2 separate regions of the Mus musculus genome follow, and region 1 is linked to region 2. The links are chromatin contacts, called in public HiChIP or PLAC-seq maps. All regions are on one chromosome and are shown on one strand. Each heading gives the region's core, a stretch centred on a gene start, on an enhancer-like site or on the middle of the called end of the contact. The rest is flanking DNA. Distances are from core to core; before and after follow the strand shown. Region 1 overlaps Platr11 (a long non-coding RNA gene). Region 2 has its middle 58 kb from the start of Gm33088.

What was found. HiChIP or PLAC-seq counts read pairs in DNA pulled down with a chosen protein or histone mark.
Region 1: a contact with region 2 is called in a BATF HiChIP or PLAC-seq map of CD8 T cells, with 15 read pairs. The contact joins two enhancer-like sites. A contact is called at or near these places in 1 of 15 datasets of contacts at CTCF or cohesin (CD8 T cells) and 2 of 115 datasets of contacts at active chromatin or transcription factors (CD8 T cells and memory CD8 T cells).

What each region holds. Positions count from the first base shown.
Region 1 is chr9:118,423,128-118,427,716 of GRCm38.p6, forward strand. The region is part of intron 5 of Platr11 (a long non-coding RNA gene); the gene reads right to left. Among named protein-coding and RNA genes, the nearest start is that of 4933432G23Rik, 4.4 kb to the right of the region's middle. Within about 2 kb of position 1,499, at least 13 of the 459 cell types and tissues checked have an H3K27ac peak or open chromatin away from gene starts, as enhancers often do. A contact at or near this core is called in CD8 T cells and memory CD8 T cells, where this site is marked.
Region 2 is chr9:118,283,133-118,288,014 of GRCm38.p6, forward strand. No RefSeq gene overlaps it. Among named protein-coding and RNA genes, the nearest start is that of Gm33088, 58 kb to the right of the region's middle. Within about 2 kb of position 2,304, at least 20 of the 459 cell types and tissues checked have an H3K27ac peak or open chromatin away from gene starts, as enhancers often do. A contact at or near this core is called in CD8 T cells and memory CD8 T cells, where this site is marked.

The DNA.
Region 1 (4,589 bases), core at 249-2,748, 140 kb after region 2:
ACACACGCACGCACGCAGGTGCGCGCACTGCATCCAGAACAACCTGAGAAGAAAAGCCTTTGACAAGTTTCTCCCTATTCTTCACCCATCACACTCTCCAGAATGCAGAAAATAACCGCAAAAGCAAACGTGAGATATCTGAACATCCGATTGTTTTCTATTTTTCTCTCTTTTCAAAATTCTGAGTTGTCCATTCGATTTATATTGAAAAAGTACATTTGTGATTTAAAAAAGAAAACGCTAGGCCAGTTTAAAGAGGAAAAAGCTAGCAAGCCTGCACACTGAATCTGTGAACTCCTCGTGTGTACAGAGTGAAGCCACGCAGAACGGAAGGTGGCCGTGCTGGTGGCCGTGCTGGCGCTGCCCCACTTGTTTCTCTCGAATGTGAGCTTGCAGGGCAAGTGTTAGAATGGCCGTCAACATTTCACACCTTTGTGCAAGATGATTTATGGGTACTTAATGAGGTCAAAGGGTGCCAGCAGAAGTTCAGTTTTAAAGAATGAGTTCACAGGGCCAGTGGCAAGCTGGGCAAGCACCCTCCACGGGGTTCCCAGGCCTTGGGGGCAGGGCCCTGAGGAAGGCGATGGATTTTCCATTTCTGCAGGACAACTAGTCTCTGGACTTCTTGAAAAGAACTAAGCATGACCTCACCAACCAAGGCAAGGAGATTTTCCCCAGTAGCCACTAGTCTCTACATCCCTTTTGGAAATAGCCTGACAACAATAATCTAGTAACTAATACTCACCATGATACCTCTTAAAACTGTGTGTGTGCCACGTGTGTGTGGATGCTTATGGTGGCCAGAGAAGGTCTGGGATCCCCTGGAGTTGCAGTTACAAAACAGTTGTGAGCACCGTGATAGGGGTGTTGGGGTGCGAACTTGGGTGCTCTGAAAGAGCAGTCCACTTGTGATCACGGAGCCATCTCCCCAGCCCATATACAGTAATGTCTTTGTGTGGAAATCTCCTATGATTGAATAATTAACAGAAGAAAATTGGAGCCAATATCAATGGAAACAAGAGGAAGCATTCGCTTCCCAAAGTTTTCTCTCTCTTTTTTTTCAGCAGACATAAATTGAGCTCCTACTGAATCCAGACTGTGAGCTCAGTGCTGGGAGGTGAAGGGTGACCCACACTTTCCTGGAGGTGCACTCCAGCGGAACTGGCAGGGGGAAATGAACTATCACCATTGTGGTCAAGGGTAGGAGGTATTCAGAGAAAGCTGCCAACCAGAAAATGTAGTTTTGTTTCAAGAACTGAGACCTGAAAGAGAAGGTAAGCCAAGACTAGGCCCTGTAGAGCCTTGACCTCCAGGAGGCATGGGTGGTTGAGGACGTTATAGACAAGGGTCACTAAACTGACAGGGTAGAGACTCCTGTTGAGATGCCCGTGAGGCAGGAAGAAGGAGGCAGCTTTAATGAAGTAGGAAACAGCTGGTCACAGCACCGCAGGCTGCGGTAGAGAGCCTTGAGTGAAGGCCCAGGTGAATTCAGAGCTGGCTCTGCTCTTGTGACCACAAGTGGACTGCTCCTGTGACCTATAGCACTGGGGAGATTCGGAGTCTCTCGGTACCCTCATTTCCAGCCTCCCATGAGGAAGAGCAGTATACAGACTCAGTTCTCTTGAAGCCTAAAGCTAAGGAAGTCATTATGGTTTGGGAAGTAGTGGCTGAAGGACCAGGAGGCCAGGGCCATCCAGACCCTCATAGGAAGTTCTGAGCCAGTCTAGACCATGTCTTGAAAATGGTTACAAGGTCCGAGGAGGTGGTTCAGTTGGTAAAGTCCTTGCCATGCAATCGTGAGGACCCAGAACCAGGAGGGTGGGGATGGGAGCACACTTGAAGCTTGCTGGTTCACCAGAGTATCCAATTAATAAATTTCAGGTTCAGTGAAAATGAAGGGTGATGCTTGAGGGCTTGATTACATAGGCTTTAAAAAAGAACTGATGCTACCCCAAGATGTTGATTTGGGGGTAAAGGTAAGAGGGTCATGAGTTCGACGTCATCCACAGCTACACGGTAAGTTCCAGAAGACCTTGGCGACAGGAGTGTCTGTCTCAAAAGTATCCCAAGGACTGGGGAGACCATGGAATGAACAGAGAAATAAGCAAACCTGAGAAGTATAGTGTCGAGGGAGGGGACCAAACTCAGAAAAAGGCAAGCAAACAGGTCACGTATTCCCCTGTATATATGCCCACTAGCGTAATATACTATATAATAATATATGCCACAATACATGTATTAGTGAACTGGTATAAGTGTAAGCTAGTATAACCTTTAGAAAGGAAGCTGAGAGGTGACAGCGGCCAGGCAGTGAAGAACAGAGAAAGGCAGGCAAAGGGGCAGGTGAGCTGGGGAAGGGATTCAAAGATGGTTTCTTCCAGTTTTTTTTTTTTTTAAAGGATATTAAACCATTTTGTATGGTTCAGACTATAGACATACACACACACACACACACACACACAAGTATTGAGTTACTGTTGGGTGGTGCCTTGGCCCTCCTGCACCTCATGTTGTGGTGGCCCCCAACCATAAATTTATTTTTGTTGCTAGTTCACAAGTATAATTTTGCTACTGTCATGATCGTATATAAATTTCATATATGCAGTATATCTGATATGCCAAAGCTGTGAAAGGTTTGTTTGACACCCCCTCTCAAGGGGTCTCAACCCAGAGGTTGAGAACAACTGCTCTAGTCCATTCTGGGATACAGAATGAGACTCAATATTTTGGGGTGGGGGAGCAAGGAGTTCAAGACAGAGTTTCTCTGTATAGCTCCAGAACTCCCTCTATAGAACAGGCTAGCCTCAAACTCAGATCTACCTGCCTGTGCCTCCTGAGCGCTAAGGTTGAAGGCATATTCCACCATGCCTATCTTGAAAAAAAGAAAAAAAGCATAGCCTCTGAGAGAGAGAAAAGCTTAGCCTGTTCTACAGAGGGAGTTCTAGGGCTACACAGAGAAACTCTACCCTGAACTCTCACCACCAAAAAAGACTGGGTCTCATTCTGTACCCAAGAATGGACTAGATTACATAGAAAACTAAGTCAAACTACACTGAAAAGCTTTACCCTGACCAGGCCTGCAGTCCCCTCCTAACAGGTAAGCTCCCACAGGGCCAACTCAGACTGATCCAACATGACCTAGCTGTCTACTGAATATGCTCCCAGCCCCCAGACGCACAGGACGTGGGTATTGTCCAGGTGGCTCTGCCACTAAGACCAAGTGTAAAGGAGATGACAGCTGACCAGAGGCTATAGACAGACCACACCCTCCTTGAAGGAGGATCTGGGGCATACACTCATGGTTGCCACAAAGACTGTAGTTCTAGCAAGTAAATATAACTGAAGCCCAAATAATGTCGATGCCTCAAAGCAAGTGCGCTCACAGTCAGCTGCCTCTGTGCTCAGCAGCATCCATTCAAGAGATTCTTGCTGTCTTTATTTTTATCATGTTTTTATTTCATTCATTCATTCACTCATCCATTCGTTTGTTTGTTTGTTTGTTTGTTTGGGGTTTTTTTGTTTTTTTTTTTATTTTTTTTTTTTTTTTTGTTTTTTTGGTTTTTCAAGACAGGGTTTCTCTGTATAGCCCTGGCTGTCCTGGAACTCACTTTGTAGACCAGGCTGGCCTCGAACTCAGAAATCCGCCTACCTCTGCCTCCCGAGTGCTGGGATTAAAGGCATGCACCACCACGCCCAGCCATTCATTTGTTTTTTAAGAATCTCCTGTAGTCCGGGCTGGCTTCAAATTCTATGTAGCTGAAGATGACCTTGAATTCTTGATCCCCCTGCCTCCACCTCCAGAGCGCTGGGATTCAGATGCTGGCTCTCCCTCAAGCCTATCTTAAGTCTCCACGCTTTGCTCATTTTGCACCAAGTTCTCAAACTCCTGTGCCTTCTCGTCCCTCATAGCTTCCCAGATCTCACCACCTTAAGGGATTATTACGATAATCATTTCACCCTCTGGTCCACTGCGCCTGGGAATATACAATAAAAATAACTTTATTTCTAGGCTTATCTTCTTTCTTTTGGAGCTTTCCCTGAGCCACTTCCTCCTGAGCCCTAGTGTACTACAGCAGCCTGCACATGCCATCTCCAACCCTGACTTCTAGTGTGGTCCATTTGCTATCTCCAAGACATCCTGTCTCCCCAGAAAATGGAGATAGTAACTTCCTGACATGTGAATTGAGATCTCTCCCCTCCCAAGTGCAGCTCAGGGTGTTTAGCAGTTTGAACTGGATGGAGCTGCGCTGAATCGAATGAAACGAGGTTTATCCTGTGTTGTTGGCTCTCCTAATGAAAAGCTAAGCGCTTAGACTAACAGGGAATTCTTTCACTTGAACTACTAAGCTAATTCAAATGCGCCATGAAAGGTACTGCAGTATAATCCTGCGCACAGACAGAAGAAAGACTCTGTTAAGACAGCTTTCAGATTTGCTCTCTCAGCCATGACTGCGCCACCCCAGAGAGCTCATTGGTAAAGAAGCTGAAGCTAGGGCTGGGGAGAAGGCTCAGTGGATGAGTTAGAACCTCAGCACTGAGTCAAAAGTCAGGCCTGGCTGTGCATGGCTGAGCCCCAGCATTGGGGAGCT
Region 2 (4,882 bases), core at 1,054-3,553:
TTTAAAATTAAGATTGATTTGTTTTTAATGTGTATGGCAGTTTGCCTACACGTATCTGTGTGCACCACATGTGGTCCTAGTATCTACAGAGGCTGAAGAGAGTGTCAGATCCTCTGGAACAAACACAGTGTCAGATCCTCTGGCTACAGACAGCTGTGAGCCACTGCCATGTGGGTGCTGGGAGCCAAACGATGGCCCTCTGGAAAAGGAGTCAGTGCTTTGCTCGGATTGCTGAGCTTTCTCTCCAACTCTCCCTTCATTTCCTCCCTCACCCCCTGCCTCAGTTGTGATAACTCTAGCTTTCTTCTTTACCCCTGAGTTTCAACCTCAAGAAAAGTCTAGCTTCAAAGTCAACATGGCTGCCCCATGCAAGATCACACTTGGGTTGGAATGCCAGCTCATTGGGAAGGATCTGTCCTCCAGTTTTCAAACTTGCCTTTCTAAATTGTATGTGTGTTTTATTGATTATTTTGAGAATTTCATTTAAGAGTACTTCACAGACATTAAATAGTTCCCCCTTCTCTCTCCTCCCTCCAACTCCTGACAGGCCCCACTTTGTTCCCTCTGAAATTCATGGCCCATTTTCTTTAATTATTGTTGTGTGTGTGTGTGTGTGTGTGTGTGTGTGTGTGTGTGTGTTTGTGTGTGTGTGTAAATATATAAATACAACCTTCTGAGTCCATTTAGTGCTGCTTGTATGTATATGTTTTTAGAGATTGAATAACAAATTAGGAGGCTCATCCCTAGATCTCTCTCTCTCTCCCTCTCCTTCCCTCTCTCTCTTTCTCTCTCTCTCCCTCCCTCTCTCTCTCTTTCTCTCTCTCTCTCCCTCCCTCTCTCTCTCTCCCTCCCTCTCTCTCCCTCCTTCTCCCTCCCTCCCTCCCTCTCCCTCCCTCCCTTCCTCTCCCTCCCTCCCTCCCTCTCCCTCCCTCCCTCCCTCTCCCTCTCCCTCTCCCTCTCTCTCTCTCTCTCTCTCTCTCTCTCTCTCTCTCTCTCTCTCTCTGTGTGTGTGTGTGTGTGTGTCAGTAGCCATTAGTTTCCTATTGCTCTTCATCTAGGGGTGTGGCTCTATGATAATTTCTCACTCCATGTTGGCATGCCAGCTGGTGGTATTACTATGACGGTCTTGTTTAAGCAACCTGATGTTGAGATTTCCTGGGTGCAACATCCTGTCATATATAGGAAACATTGTGTTACAGCAGATGCCCTGGTCTTCTGACTCTTAAAACTCACCCCCAGCCCAGCCTTTCATTATGTTTCCTGAGTCTTAAGGATCATGTTGTAGATGTGTCAGTTCAGGTTTGGCGCTATGCAATCAGTTGATTAGTGTATTTTGATAATTTCTTTACTGGCCCCCATCTTCTAGAAAAGGAAGCATTTGTAATGAGTGGTGAGAGTTAAGGTTACCTGTGGTTATAAGGAAGATATTTCGAATGCAGTTAGAACTTGGGCTAAGTTGGCAAGGCAGCAGTAGTTGCTCTCCTGTAGCATCTCACGTGGATAGTTGGCCAGGTTTATCTGGCATGGCTTCCCTCCCACTGAGTAAGCCTAAGTCCAGTTAGAGAGCTGTGGTTACCACGGAGATAGAAGGCCACTGTTTCGCCTTTAGGGGTATCTCGGTATGCTGGCATGGCTGTGGACTGTAGGTGTCACAGCTGGGGACGCTGCTTTGCTGTCTTGGCAGTTTGCACGGCACTTTCTGGTATGATGGGAGCTAGTCCTCAGGGAGGGGGCTTTTGTCAGAGGAAATCAAAGTTCAGACTTTGGGCTTCACTGGACCACACAGACAAGAGTTGTGTTGTTTTTACTGAGACACAGACGGTCATCATCTGGATCAAGGCTGACTGGTGAGTAAACCCCAGGGGATCTGCCTGTCTCTGTCTCCCAGGGTAGGAATCCCTCCTTCTCCTTCCAGTCTCTCTCTCTCTCTCTCTCTCTCTCTCTCTCTCTCTCTCTCTCTCTCCCCATCCCCCTCTCCCCCTCCCCTCTCCTTCTCACAACTGAACTGGGGACAGAGACAGAGACAATGACAGTAAATTGATCAAGACAGTTACTAGTGACAGACTGAATGGACGTTTGTGGATGGAGCTTGGAGCTGTATAGTAAATGTGTAGCAGGCAGCTTTTACTCCTTCACTCATTCATTCATTCATTCATTCACTCCTTCACTCACTCATTTATGTACACTCATATTTCTGGCTGACACTATCAGGTAAAACTTGCAGCCACAGTTACTGACTAGAAAAGGGAAACTGTAACATTGGCTATAAGATCAGCCCTGAGTGCTGTGGGGAGAACTCAAGAGATCTGAGAAAATCAGGACTTAAGAAAGAGACCTGCCATTAAGATGCCTGGCTTCTAGACAGGCAGCTTTGCTTATGTAACTTTCAGTGCTGGGAACTACGGCTGTCTGAAGAAGCCGAAGGTAGTGAGTCTTTAGAAGCCAGCTAGGAAATCACCTGCTTATGCCTGTTGAAGTTACAGGGAAATCCAGGCTCCCTTTTCCAGGAGAAGCAAGCTTCCCCTAGAGTCTATGTCTTGAAGGTAAGTACCCTGGGCAGGAAGCTGTGCACCCAGAAACACATGTCTTTGATCTTTGTCTTTGAAGTGCAGATTCACCCTCAAGTGACTCAAAGACACTTCAGAGGAGTGGCAGCCCCCATTGGATAAGGTCACTATCTTGCAGAAGAATTTAGTTTGGAAATGAATCACCATCATACAGGATAACCTTTCTCGTTCCATGCCCACCTTCTCTACAGCTGATTTCAAATAAGTTCTTTCCCCCACCTCCACCCCCACCTCCACCCCCAAGAAGTTATAGGGAAAAGAAACTCACCTCTGGTCAACTTCACACGATTTTGGAAATGTATCTGAGGCTTGTGATTGGCAATTTGCTTTTGGTGATCTGCTGGTATCTTGTAGTCCTTGCAGGGATGAGACCAGGAGACCTTCCTCTGCTTTGTTGGTGCCTGGGCTATACTGTATGTACTAGAGATGATGTAGTATAAGCATGAGCTATAGATATCTCTCCTAGTGGTGTTGATATTTGGAGTAGAGGAATAATAAGCATGCATTAATAATAATAATAATAATAATAATAATAAGCTGTTAACTATCTCAAAAAAATTGTGTATGTGTGAGCATGGTCCACTGAGCTTAACTGGACAACTAATGACAAAGAGGAAAATTCCTTTGCATATTGGTATAGATGCCAGCTGCCTATGGGACAGCATGGTCACAATCCAGGCACTAGTGTTGGGGAGTGGAGTCGTTTTGAGGGCTGGAGTGTAGCTCATTAGCAGAAAGCATGACTGGCATGCCCAAGACCAAGTTTAATTCCTAACACTAGTAAAAATAGAATAATTCATAAAATGCAATATATATTTTCTATCTTTAATATGATTATATTATTAAACTATTTGTAGTCATTGTGCATATTTGGACTGACAGAATTAAAAAGAAAAAACTAAAACTCACTCCTCTCTCTCTCTCTTTCTCTTCCCCCTTCCTCTCTCTCCTACACTCTATCTTGATATTCTGCATTCAAGTATTATTTTTATTTTTTACACTTTTAAATCAATGAATAACTAGCCAAAGATATCTACCAAAGATTCATACACCATGAAACCTAGCTTATCCTTCTAGCCTTGTAGCCAGCTCCTCCTATCTGCCAGGAAGGATGGTGTGTTCCACACTTAAGCACCTGTATTTTATTTTACTCTCATGTAGTGTTTTCTGTGTTCTTGTGGCGCTTGGTTCATCTCTTAGAACATCCATATGTGGATATCTACTCGTAATTTTCTAGTACCTAGTCTCATGTCTACATTTCATATTGTCTTTCCTGACTTCTTGGCCCTTCCCTATCCGGCTTCTGGGGAAGGGAGGGCTGGTTTTCTTAAGCCTCTGGCAGGTAAACCGTGTTCCATGGATGGCCCTGCTACCATGAGAATACGAGCTGCACAAATTGAACTTGGTAGGTTATAAACAAGGAAAGAAGAAATCAAGTTGGGAGGGATGAGGAGGTGCAAGGATCTGGGGGACCTGGGAGGGGAGAAGGAGGAAGCAAATATGACCAGAATACATTCTGTGGAATTCTCAGAAAATACTCCATTTTTTAAAGGTACAGACTTTCCCTGATGGGTAGCAGGAGAGAAGATCAATGTGAAGATTCTCTGTTTCTGTTTCTGTGGGGACCTTGTGGCAAGAGCTGGGAGTGTCAAGGAAGTGAATTCTACCAGTGACCTGGGGGCCGCTGGCTGAGAACCCAACGCAGCCTGACACACTGGGCTCGGCTTTGGGATGTCAGGGGCAGAGAGATTGATCTTGAGACAGCCCTCGGGTGCTGTTTTAAGCTCCCCTCCCCCACTGTCACCACCATGTGACAGTTTGAGTTCTTAAGGAGCTCAGTGCTTACACATGAAAGTATTGATGCGGAGCCTTGAGGCACTGACGGGTTGAAGCTGCTTTGCTGCTTTGCTGCATGCCTGTTTATTCAAACCTAGCTTCTCCTCTCTTACTACATACACGCGTGCGCACACACAAATACACACACACACACACACACACACACACACACAGAGGCACGCATCTCCTATGAAAGAGGCGATTCTGACTCCACACTTTGCACTGTTCCCTCTGTCTCCAAAGACTTGTTGGATGTGAGGGCACCTGGCTGCTGTGACATCTGTCACCCCATTGATCGCCAGGGTTGACTCAGCTGATCTGGCTGGCTCCGCAGCTGTCCCCGTCCTCACCATTCCCTGTTTGATGCTCCAGAAACTGTGCCTTAGTTAAAGAGACTGACCTTCCCTAAACATAAGAGGATGGGGGTTCAGGCAAGGGTCTACAACAGCTGTGTGCTCGGCCAAAACTTCCAGATGAGC